Regions from separate parts of the Ovis aries genome. Here region 1 is linked to region 2. A link is a contact called in public Hi-C data. All regions are on one chromosome and are shown on one strand. Each heading gives the region's core, a stretch centred on a gene start, on an enhancer-like site or on the middle of the called end of the contact. The rest is flanking DNA. Distances are from core to core; before and after follow the strand shown.

Region 1 (6,367 bases), core at 1,709-4,208, 170 kb after region 2:
TATAGGCAGCATGGAATTCGGTCTTGCTATGCTTGGATCCCTTTCCTTGTACTTTCATCTGAAAATTCTCAAAGCAATGTCTTGTTTAGTTGCTCAGTTGTATCTGACTCTTTTGGACCCCATGGACTGTAGCCCACCAGGCTCCTCTGTCCATGGATTTCACAGGCAAGAATACTGAAGTGGGTTGCCAGTTTCTTTTCCAAGGGATCTTCCTGATCCAGGGATCGAACCCGGGTCTTCTGCCTTAGCAGGTGGATTCTTTACCTCTGAGCCACCAGAGAAGCCCCCTCAAAGCAACAAGCTGGGGCAATCATTTGTTTCCTTTATCACAGGGATCACTGTCCTCTGTTGCCTGATGTCCAGGCTCTTGACAACCATTGTTTCATATATTTCATCCTTTTCTTTCCTTTTCTTTCAGTTGTTTCAGATGGGAAAGTAAATACAGTCTCTGCTACTCTACCTTGGCTAGGAGCAGAATTCTGTTGCCTTTTGAAAACATAATTTATGTGCTTTGGTTTAGCAGTTAAATTCATTCTATTCAATTTAAATTTTTGTTTTGAGGCATGCTGTCATTTAATCACGTTTTAACAAATCCTGACATTCACCATAGCTTGTATTGTTATAAAATATGCCCATGTCTTCCACGTTAAACTTCCTTGCCTGCAACCAGCAAATGCCAGTCTCCACATCCTTTCTTCTCTGAGAGCTAGAACAAACAGCACGTGTTCATGAAATGTTGAAGGTGCCCCTAGTCATCAGATACGCTCCTGCTTTAGCTGGCCACTCTCTAAAACTGAGACCATCAGCCTCACCAACGCTTAGGATGTCCATAGACCCCTTGGGCTCTAGGCAAGCCATTCTGGGGCAGGGAGTGGGAGTTGATACTCATTTTTAAATCCAACATAGTTAACTTTCATGTGTTGGTAGATTTTTTAAAAATAATTTCCATTTATATGAAGATTTTTTTTTGGAGTTTTTCTCCTCTTTCCTAATCCTTGAATTTTTTTTTTTTTCCACCAGCCTATAGCACTTCTAAATAATTCAGACACTGTCCAATCCCACCTACGCTGTCCTGGGGTGGAACTTCATCTCAGAACCACTGGTGCTGTAATATACATGTGATCAGTTGCCATTATAGTCTGGTGAGAGGCAGAACTCCATGAGCGTTCCTATTTACAGGGTGACTAGATATCACCCTGGCTTTGACGTACTACCACCATGGAGCATTTAAACAAAAAGTAGGCTTTTAGTCACGCTGCAACCTCACCCACCGTAGAAACACCTTCCCTGCAGCTACTGCTCCATCTGGTTACTTATGAGTCACCAAAGATCCTCTTGTCATAGCAGGTCTAGTTGTTCAGTAGCTCAGTTATGTCCGACCCTTTGCGACCCTGTGAACTGCAGCATGCCAGGCTTCCCTGTCCTTCCACTATCTCCCGGATGAGTTGCTCAAACTCATGTCCACTAAGTCAATGATGCCATCCAACCATCTCATCCTCTGTCGCCCTCCTTCTCTTCCAGCCCTCAATCTTTCCCAGCATCAGGGTCTTTTCCTATGAGTTGGCTCTTTGCATCAGGTGGCCAAAGTATTAGAGCTTCAGCTTCAGCATCAGTCCTTACATGAATATTCAGGGTTGAGTTCCTTTAGGATTTATAGGTTTGATTTCCTTGCAGTCCTAGGGACTCTCAAGAGTCTTCTCCAGGACCACAATTCAAAAGCATCAATTCTTTGGTGCTCAGCCTTCTTTATCATCCAACTCTCACATCCATACGTGACTACTGGAAAAACCATAGCTGTGACTATAAGGACCTTTGTCAGCAAAGTGACGTCTCTACTTTTTAAGGTGCTGTCTAGGTTTGTCATAGTTTTTCTCCCAAGGAGCAAGCGTTTTTTAATTTCATGACTCCAGTCACCGTGTGCAGTGATTCTGGAGTCCAAGGAAATAAAATCTGTCACCGTTTCCACTTTTTCCCCATCTATTTGCCATGAAGTGATGGGACTGGATGCCATGATCTTTGTTTTTTGAATGTTGAGCTTTAAGCCAGCTTTTCAACAACAATAATGAAAACTTTAAATTTCATTCTTGGGCTGGGTTTCCCATCCCACCTGCAGGGGGAAACATTCTAATGCTTTTCTCTTTTCCCTCCAACCTCTTTTATGACTTTCATCCCATCCTTTGCTGTGACCTTGCAGGGTGGAGGGGAAGGAAGGGCAGGAAGTGCTTGTATAACTTGGAATTCCGTGATGCTCTGGCACCAGCCCTCCCCATAAAGCAAGTCCTTTCTTCCCTGAGGTATTTTTGTGGATTCTTCAATGATCTCCTAGTCTCTGGGGATCTCTTTGCAGTCTGTCACTCAAGACTCCTGCCTCAGCCTCCAGGTGTCTGATGCAGCCTCAGAACTGTGGGGTTCTGAGTGTCGGGGAGCCTTCTCGGTTGGGATACAAGCTGACCCCAGGCCAGCTTTCTCATTTGAGTGGCTGAGCCTGGTCCTTAGGAAACACTCGTGCCTTCCCTCGGTCACTTGGGAAAATAGCACCTGGGTCCAAACTGGGCTGACGGGAGCCCTCTTCTCGGTCGTGCTGTGCTTCAAGGCACATGCAGTGTGTGAAGGGTTTACTCATGGCTGCTGTTGTTCTAAAGCAGGAAGGCAGCAAAAATGCCAGGAAACAGAAATGTCTTAGGGGAAGGGACAACCTGACCAGCTGGACACGTCAGTGAAGGTTCCGCCTCCCCTCAGGCCCAGAAACACTGCCCCATTGTAGGCTGAGTAAGATTTTGTTCCAGAATAGAAATGAAAACACGTGCATACACCAGGTGGCTTTCAGAGCAACCAATACAGTGTCCTTTGACCCATATTCATATCTAGAAACCTGACTGCGAGCAGAGGTCGTGAGGTCTCCTCTGGACGCCACTTGTCTGGGGCCGACTCCCCAGATGGCAAAGCCACTGCACCCAGAACTGAAACCACTCAGAGGAATTTAGCACAAAGAGCTGCTGGGAGGTGTCACAGGGCGGGGTAGGGTGCGTGGGGGTTGCCAGAGGAGATAAACAGAAGAGGGAAGTTATCAGGATTGAGTCACTAGCTTGCCCAGCGGGTATGGCAGGTCATATCTGAGAAACTCAGAGTGGAGCTTGAAGGAGCCTCCTGGAGATCATTCAGTCTGCCCTTGGCAATCCCACTTGAGTGTCACAGACGAAGAAAAAACAGATAATAATAATGGTGGGGTGGGGATTTAGTCGCTAAGTCATGTCTGACTCTTGGGACTCTATGGACTGTATAGCCCGCCAGGCTCCTCTGTCCATGGAATTTTCCAGGCCAGAATACTGGAGTGGGTTGCCATTTCCTCCTCCAAGGGATCTACCCGACCCACGGATTGAACATGTGTCTTCTGCATTGCAGGCAGGTTCTTCACCAACTGAGCCACCAGGGGAAGCCCCAGTAATAATAATACCTGCATTTTTTTTTTAAGCACTTCCTTTTAGCGTAAGCGATTTCCTAGGTGCTTAGGAAAGACTGTCTCATTTATTGTTACCTCCTTTACTTCTCAGGACAATCCCACGCGGTAATTGCTCACTGGCTTCATTTTACAGATGGGGGCACGGAGATTCCGAGAGGTCCTTTCACTTGCCCAGGTGCCCGGGCAGGAAGGGCGGCACCAGGAGGCGGGCCTGTGCACGCGACCCTGTGATTCCCCAACACCATCACACTGTACGGTGGACAAGCTCACTTAGAACCAGATTTAAGATCTGCAAGGATGGTGCAGACGTTTTCACACTTTAGGCTCAGAGTCCGTGAGCAGTGTCGTTGCTTTGGAAATATCAGATTGAAATGCCCAGGGTACAGTGTGAAGACGAGGACACCAAGGGAAAAGGAGAGGTGTGAAAGCATGCCAGCCATATTCACCAGAGCCCCAGTTCAGTTCAGTTCAGTGCAGTCGCTCAGTCGTGTCTGACTCTTTGCGACCCCATGAATCGCAGCACCCCAGGCCTCCCTGTTCATCACCATCTCCCGGAGTTCACTCAGACTCACGTCCATCGTGTCCGTGATGCCATCCAGCCATCTCATCCTCTGTCGTCCCCTTCTCCTCCTGCCCCCAATCCCTCCCAGCATCAGAGTCTTTTCCAATGAGTCAACTCTTCTCATGAGGTGGCCAAAGTACTGGAGTTTCAGCTTTAGCATCATTCCTTCCAAAGAAATCCCAGGGTTGATCTCCTTCAGAATGGACTGGTTGGATCTCCTTGCAGTCCAAGGGACTCTCAAGAGTCTTCTCCAACACCAACCAGAGCCCCAGGGGTCCTGCAAATCAGTCCCTTTTGAGAAACGGAATATTTCCTGCCATATCAGGAAACAAAGATGTCACAGTCATCAACTTCAGTGTGAGTTCCTGGGGCCTAAGGGCACTCAGGGCAGAAGATCCCCTGGAGGAGGTCATGGAAATCTGCTCCAGTATTCTTTTTTTTTTTAATTATTTATTTTAATTGGAGGATAATTACTTTACAATATTGTGGTGGGTTTTGCCATACATCGATGTGAATCAGTCACAGGTACACATGTGCCCCCTATCCTGAACCCCTCCCTCCCGTATTCTTGCCTGGAGAAAATCCCATGGACAGAGGAGCCTGGCAGGCTACAGTCCATAGGGTCCCAAGAGTCGGACACGACTGAACGACTAACATTTCACAAAGTACCTTTAGATCTCCTTACACTACGGCACCAAGAATATCTGATTGCATCTCTGAGTCAGATTCCATTACACCAGTTAAGCTGTTTCCTATGCCTAAAAACTAGACTCTATCAATCCCTTCCACTATTTAACACTCGGGGTGGTTGTCATGATGGGGAAACATCCGTAAACCCAGGGGTTCTGTTCATAGTAGGGTTAGTAAAACACACACACACACACACACACACACACACACACACACACATACCCTGACTCACATCACACGTGCCCCAGACCCCACGGGGCCCTGGAGGATGGGGGTAAGTCCCACAGGAGGATGATCACACTGTAGGCTGTGATATTTTTTAAGTCAACACTTTGCAGGCCTCTAGAGAGGGAGCTGACGGGGCAACAGGTGTGAGACCAGGGGGAAGAAGGGCGGCAATCTTGGCATTGAGGAGGACCGGCCAGGAGAGAAGAGGTGAGAGGTCAGGGAGCAGACCCTCGAGGAGCAGGAAGGCCTGAAAGAAAGCACCAGTCTCTAGGAGGGACTGAAGCGACTTAGCAGCAGCAGAAACAGCAGCAGCAGCTAGGAAGGAAGGGCTCTGGACAAGGAAAGGCCTCTGCGAGGAGAGACTGAACTACACCTGAGAAGGTCTTGGGCTGGGGGATTTGGGGGGCAATGGGCAGGGGATAACTGCGTGAAGGTCATGGGCCCTTGAGGGTACAGAGCAGATTTCAAGGGACAAAGAAAGGAGAACAGACCTCAGAAACTGCCCAGTGTTTGCAGGCAGTGTTGTCTGCGGCCTCGGGTCTGCTGGTGTAGAATTTCCTACGTTCCCACAGCAACCCCCACCCCCACCCCGCCCTCGGTGCCCCCACAGTGGAGCTGTGCATGCGCAGTCCACGCCACCGCTCTGCTTCATTCAAACACATCGCCCCCAAGCGTTGCAACCTCTCCGAAGGAACACCCCAACTCATCGTCCGCGGGACTCCTTGCGCCCTTAGCACGCCCTCCAAATGTGTTATTTTTGTTCCCTCTGTGAGTTTGTGTTCCCACCAGATTGTGAGTACTTAAGTCGTGACTTCTTCATCTGGGTATCCCTTCAACAGCTTCCCGACCCCAAAGACAGTTGTTTAGATATTAACAATAATAGTTTGTCAACTCTACCCAGATGGGAGTAAGTGGTCATCCCCGGCCACAGCCAAAGGCACGAGTGAAACAATGGACTTGAAAATCGTATTCACCTTGCGCCCTCTTGTGGAGGAGAAGGCAAAAACACTGTATTACTTCAGTGGACCATTTCACCTTCTCCTCTAATTATAGTGATAATGCAATATTGAGTTAAAATATATTGGAATACAAATATGGGCTTCCCAGGTGGTGCTAGTGGTAAGAACCCGCCTGCCAATGCAGGAGAAACAAGAGACGCGGGTTCCATCTCTGGGTCAGGAAGATCCCCGGAGGAGGGCACAGCAACCAACTCCAGTATTCTTGCCTGGAGAATCCCATGCACAGAGGAGCCTGGTGGGCTATAATCCATAGAGTTGCAAAGAGTCGGACAAGACTTAGGCGACTCAGCACACACACACACAGAAATACAAATATATCTTTCAATATTTAATTTTAATTTAATATTATCATACATTTAAATGATGACTCTAAATATAGGTATAATACAAAATTAGTCATCTTTTCCA
Region 2 (6,175 bases), core at 1,453-3,952:
AATTACTTGGCCTGAAACTGCTTGGAATTAACTAGTTTTGACTTCAGAAATAGGCTCCTTAATATACACAACAAGCATTTATTGAGTGCCTACTGTTTACCAGGCACTGTAAAGTTTTGGGGAATACATGGCTGCAAAAGACACAGAAACGGAAGACACCCTCTCTGCTCTCGTAAAAGCTGACTCTCTATTGCAGAAGCCAGGCATTTAACAAGTATCTGTGTAAATGATGAGTGTTTCCAAGCCTTTCAAAGCTGGTTTAAGACTCCTACCAAACAATCCATCAGGACATTTGCTAAACCCAGTTATCACTGGTGTTCTGAATAAGGCCTTCAGCGTGGAATCAGATCACTTGAGATCTGATATCTGTATCACCTGTGATCTGCTAAATCACTTTAACAGAAACTCATTCAGCTGACGTGGTTTGTGACCTGAGATTCAGCATTTCTTCCAGACTCTCAGAGGACAGAGATGCTGCTGGATCACAAACCACACGGAATTAGCAAAGCAGTGAAGGCACCAAAGAAAGCATCCCTCAAACTATCATGTAAAATGCAAGCTCCATAAAGCCAAGGACATTTTGCCTCTTATTCACCATGGTATACCCAGGACTTAAAACTGTGCCTTATACACGGATAGCACTCAATAAACATTTATTGAATAAACAAACAGATATATGGTCTTAGACAAGTTCAACAGTAGCCACTGGTCACATGTGGCTACTGAACACTTGTAACGTGGCTAGTGACTTTTCAAAACTTCAATTTTAATTAATTTAAATAGCCACATGTGGTTAGTGGCTATCATAACGGCCAATCTAGGTCTAGACACAGATGTGATGTTAAGAGCCCTGGATTAATAAGACCTAGGTGTGAATTCCAGCTCTTTGGCTTTAGCTTGTGACCTGGAAAGTTACAATTTCTCAGGGCCTCAACTTCTTCACTTGTGAAAGGAGGAAAAAAATACCCCCCACCCCCCCCCCCACCCCCAACCTCTCAGGGTTCTTGGCAAGAATTGCTACAGGTCATTGTATTAAGCATAAAGTACCATCTCTGCCCTCCAGAAACACTTCACAAAGACTACTCTGACCATTGCCCACACTTGTCAGAAAATGTCAAGTCCGCTTGGTTAGCTGAGTGGCTCTGTGAATGAGGCCAAGGTCATAAGTTCGGAGGAGGGGGTACCTTCACCTAGCAAGGGCTGACCAGGTAAGAGAGGCAATGACACTGCAAATCATCACAATTCCTGGCAAATCTTTAAATGGGCACTGTATTGATTATGGATAAGTAAATGACATTTCATTCATTCATTCTTCCAGGAAGTGCTGCCACATTAACTAAAGCCCGCTGCTTCCCATCCACAGACATTTGCTAATTGGGCCGGGTCCTCTTCGCGGGCAGAGGGCCGGGAAGCCCCCACCTCCGGCCGCCCGCGTGTCCTCCCCTCCTCCGTCGCGCCGGCCCGGCGAGGGTCAGCCTGGCACCGCGGCTCCAAGTACCACACCGCCGGACCGAACCAGGAGCCATATTTAGCTGTATTTTTTGGTCAATAAAACAAACTTCCGTCTTCTAAAGAAAAACGGTCCCAACTCAATGTCAAACTAGGACGGAAACTCGCTGCTCGCCGCAGCTGCCAACCAGAGACGCCGCGTGTCCAGCAGCCCCCGAGTCCCCGACCCGGACCCCGCGCCTCGCGCGCCCGCGCCCCGGCCACGGCCGCGCCGGCCACAAAGGGACGGGAGACGCGGACGCGGCCGGGCCTCTCCGCCTCCGCCGCCGCCCGCCCCGCGCCAGCGGCCGCGGCTCCGGGACGGCCCGGGAGCGGGAGGACACTCACCTCGCTCCGCGCGCGGCGGCGGCGGCGGCAGCGGGCGCTCCTCGGGGCCGGCCCCGGCGGTCGCGGCGCGGTCCCGCGGGCCGCAGCGCGGGCGCTACTCTCGGGCCGCCGTCCGCCGCGCCGCCTTCTCGGCCACTGCCGGCGGCTCCCCCGGCGGGCGGGCGGGCCCGGCGCGGGCCCCGCCTCCGCCGCGCCTGCCCCCGCCTCCGCGCCGGGCCTCGCGGGCTCGGCGCGCTACTCCGGGCGGCCCCGCATGCCGCCGCCGCTGCCGCTCGCTCGGGGCCGCCTCAGCGCGGCGGGCCGGGGCCGCAGGGCCACCCGCGCAGGCCGCTTGGGCGCGGTCCTCCCCGCGCGCGCGGCGTGCTCGCGGCGGCGGCGGCGGCCCGTGCGGCTGCGCGGGGGAGGCGGGGGCGCCGCGCGCTCACCCGGATGCGCCGCCCCCGTCCCTGCGGCGAGCCCACCTCGGGGCCGCGGCGCTTCCCTCGGGGCCCCGGAGGTTCCGGCTCCTCCGCGCCTCTGCCCCCTGCTGGCCCGACCCGCGGGGAGGCGCGGAACCCGAGCCCCGGAGCGAGGGGTCCCCGGGCGAGAGGCTGGGGCTGAGACGGGCTCGGCCGTGCCGTCCGGGCTGGTGGTCTCCACCTGAACCTGGGCACGGACAAAGGGGCGGCTGCCGCCTCCCCAAGTGAAGCACAACTCGGGCCGTTTCACGTCGAGCAGATCGCGGGGTGGGAGGAAAGGACGGTGCCCTCACCGCGCCGACGAGATCCTCTTACCGAGCCCCTGGTTGCTCCTCACCCGCGAGCTGCGGCGCAGGACTCGGAGCTGGAGGACGGTCAGTGGCCCCTCGGCCCGGTCGTGCTGAGCTCTGAGGCCGGCGCCGGGGATGCAGGAGGTTCTGGACCCAGGGTGGGCGGCGAGAGGAGAGGCCCGCGACCGGCACAGCCGGAAGAGGCAGCCAAGCCTTGGGGATACTGAACAGCCGCGGCCCCCCGCAACGCGGGTAACTGGGGCAGTGTCTCCCGCGTGGTGCTGAGAGGGGCCCTTCCACTTGTGCCCTCCTGGAACCACTCTTCCTTGGCACTAATTCCAGTACCTAGCTGTCCGTTAATCTAAGAAAAGACGCAGCCTGGTCTTCTGCCACTCATAGACATAATAAATTTTCTACTTGAATCATTCAGAGGTTTTTGTAAAGTCTTGCTTGCCAGCCAAGAGTTGGAATGATGAAGCTCATGTTTATACTTTTTATTTTTTAAATAAAGGTGTGTTGACAGAAAGAACCAAAAGGCTGGAAGCGAATAATGTTACCGAAGATTGTCTCTGGAATTTTACTATCCTATTTTGTGCTTATCTACATTTTCCAAGTAGTCTAAAATAAAAGTTTAAAGTTGCTTTTTAAAAGTACTTACATAATATTTTGAAACAAAGTGAATCATGATTGGCCTGTTAATGTACCACAAGGAAACTTCACTTTGAAGTTTGCATCTTTTTAAAAAAATAACCATATTAAGAAAAAAAAAAACAAACCATCTCGGGCAAAAGAGAGTTGCAAGTTGTATATCTGCTAAATAAAAACTTGTATTCAGAATATATAAACAACTCATAACTTAATAAGACTAATAATCAAATTTTAAATGGACAAAAAAATGGAATAGGCATTTTACCAAAGAAAATATTTAAATGGTCAACTATAGCATGGAAAGATATTCAACATCATTAGTCACTAGGGAAATGCAAATCAGAACCACAATGAGAAAGCTCCTCACACCCACTATAATGACTGTAATAAGACTGAAAATAGCAAGTGTTGGTGAGATGAGAAATTAGAACCCTGATCTACATTTCTGATGGGTATGTGAAATGGTGCAGCCACTTTGGAAGTTGATTTAAAAGATGCTTTAAAAATTATACATAAGAGTACCACATGCCCCCAGTAATTCCACTCCTAGGTGGAAAAAAAACCTGAGAATATGTTCAGATAGCAAGTTGTATATAAACTTTCATAGGGGCATTGTTGACAATACTCGAAAGGTAGAAACAGTCCAGATGTCCAGCAACTGGTGAATATACTAAGTGTGGTATATGTATACAGTGATTGCTATTCAGCAATAAAACAAAATGAAAAATACATAGAAGATACATGGAAGGTACATACATCACAGAGGAACCTCAAAAACATTAAACTAAGTGGAAGCAGCCAGATGGGTAGCCATCATGGGTAAGGTTAGGCAGTAAGCATATGTCAGCATGGTGAAGGCAGTCTTGGGAGTGGTTAATGGGGATCATAAGCAGTGGGGAAGTTGCCTTGCTTTGGATCTGGTGATAAGAGCAGTACATCTGAAGCATTTGTAAGGGACATGGGCAAGTAATGGTGACTAATTATTGTATTAGTTTACTGATGTCTCTATCCAAAAGCCCCAAATGCTGGGAGCTTACACAGTTCCTTTCTGGCCTGCACTCCAAGTCCTTTGGGGGGTGGCAGTGGGGGTGGGGGACTTCAGCCCAGGCTGAAGAAGAGTCCAGAACAGCGCATGGTTCCTCTTTGGTAGAGACAGTAGAAGGGCACATGGCAAGTTGCACAAGGTCTTCTAACACTTCTCCCCACGTGTCGTTTTTATATATGTGTTTCAATGGCCAAATCAAATGACCTGCCATATGTAACTTTCAAAGAAGCAGGAAAATGCAATAAATCCCAACATTGTTCCCAGAAAGCAGAGAGCTGCAAAAATCTGGATTATAATGTTAATGACTATTGTAAGTACCAAAATTGGAGGATAACTTTTTTTAACCTTTTATTTTGAAATAATTATGAATGCATACGAAGTTGTAAAAACTGTACAGAGACGTACGTCATACCTTCACCCATTCCCCCCAGTGGTTACTTCTTATAATGCTAACCTATAAAAAAGCTATAAACTTGTTAACTATACTTAAGTATCAAAATATCAAAACCTGGAAATTGGCATTGGTACAATGTGTGTGTATGGTTCAGCACCATTTTATCACATGTGCAGATTCTCTAACAATCAAAGTACAGAACTATTCCATCACCACAAAGATCTTCATGCTCTTCCTTCCTAGTCACCCCCATCTCTCCTCCACCCACACCCTCTAACCCCTGGCAACCACAATCTGTTTTATATTTATAATTTTTTTTAATTCAAGGATGTTATGTAATAGAATTATACAGTATGTGACCGCTTGAGACTGGCTTTTTCTTTTTTGTCTCTGCCAGTTAAGCATGGACTGTGGGCCTTCCATGTTGCCCACAGCTTTCTATTTAAAAAAAAAAAAATTCTTATAATTTATTTATTTGGCTGCTTCTGGTCTTAGTCATGTCATGTGGAATCTTATGTGTGGGCTCAGTAGTTGTGGTACTCAGACTTAGTTGCCCTGGGACACATGGGATCTTATTTCCCTGACCAGGGATCAAACCCATGTCTCCTGCATTGGAAGACCGGTTCTTAACCACTGGACCACTAGGAAAGTCCTTATTATTATTATTATTATTTTAGACAGCATAATACACTTTCATAAGGTTTGGTCATTTTGTTTGTTTTTGCTCGTCACTTGTCAGTTGGTCTGGGGTGAAGATGCTGGCTCCCCATGTGGTCTTCTCTAGCACCACCCCAGCAGTGGGTAGAGGGGTCATGAGTGGTGCCTTCTAATGTTAGAGTGAAGGTAGGACTCCCTCTGTTCAGCCTTTAGTTACCTGGGACAGGGATGAGGTCACTTTCTTTTTTTTGCTACAGGCTTTGGCTAGAATAAAGTGAAGTGAAAGTTGCTCAGTCGTGTCCAACTCTCTGTGACCCCATGGACTGTAGCCTGTTAGGCTCCTCTGTCCGTGGGGATTCTCCAAGCCAGAATGCTAGAGTGGATAGCCATTCCCTTTTCCAGGAGATCTTCCCAACCCAGGGATCTAACCCAGCTTTCCCGCATTGCAGGCGGATTCTTTCCCATCTGAGCCAGCAGGGGAGTCAGAATAGGGTAGTTCCTGGTGTAAACGTTTTATACATTGCCGTTTTCCTGGTCCTTTGGCTAGCGAGAGCAGGCGTTGCTTAGGGTTTTTTAAAAAATAGTTCTGTCGTGCTCCTGGGTTGCCAGCTTCACCAGTCCAAGACGTACAGGGCCAAACAAATCAACAGAAAACAACTCAGAGAACCCATCGTCCTGTCATTCCTTGGATCCCAAAGTCCTTAGTCAACTGCTTTCTCTCTGCCTTTCAGAGTTTTCTCGTTTGTTTCGTATACAATGTCCAGGGCTTTTACCTGTTCTTAGTGGGAAATGCACTCCAACCAAACTATTAGACAGGAACCAGAAGTCATAATAAAGGTTTAAAACC

What was found. A called contact is a pair of places that touch in the nucleus more often than the background predicts.
Region 1: a contact with region 2 is called in a Hi-C map of hypothalamus, with 6 times the contacts expected there. The contact joins the enhancer-like site here to the promoter of GALNT1 in region 2. A contact is called at or near these places in 4 of 16 Hi-C or Micro-C datasets (blood, hypothalamus and tail adipose tissue).

Annotation. Positions count from the first base shown.
Region 1 is chr23:22,030,458-22,036,824 of ARS-UI_Ramb_v3.0, forward strand. The region is part of intron 1 of LOC132658493 (a long non-coding RNA gene); the gene reads left to right. Among named protein-coding and RNA genes, the nearest start is that of ZNF24, 44 kb to the right of the region's middle. Within about 2 kb of position 2,959, at least 17 of the 54 cell types and tissues checked have an H3K27ac peak or open chromatin away from gene starts, as enhancers often do. A contact at or near this core is called in hypothalamus, where this site is marked.
Region 2 is chr23:21,859,813-21,865,987 of ARS-UI_Ramb_v3.0, forward strand. GALNT1 (polypeptide N-acetylgalactosaminyltransferase 1) reads right to left here and starts at 2,703. Exons shown (of 12, transcript XM_042239388.1): 1 at 2,610-2,703.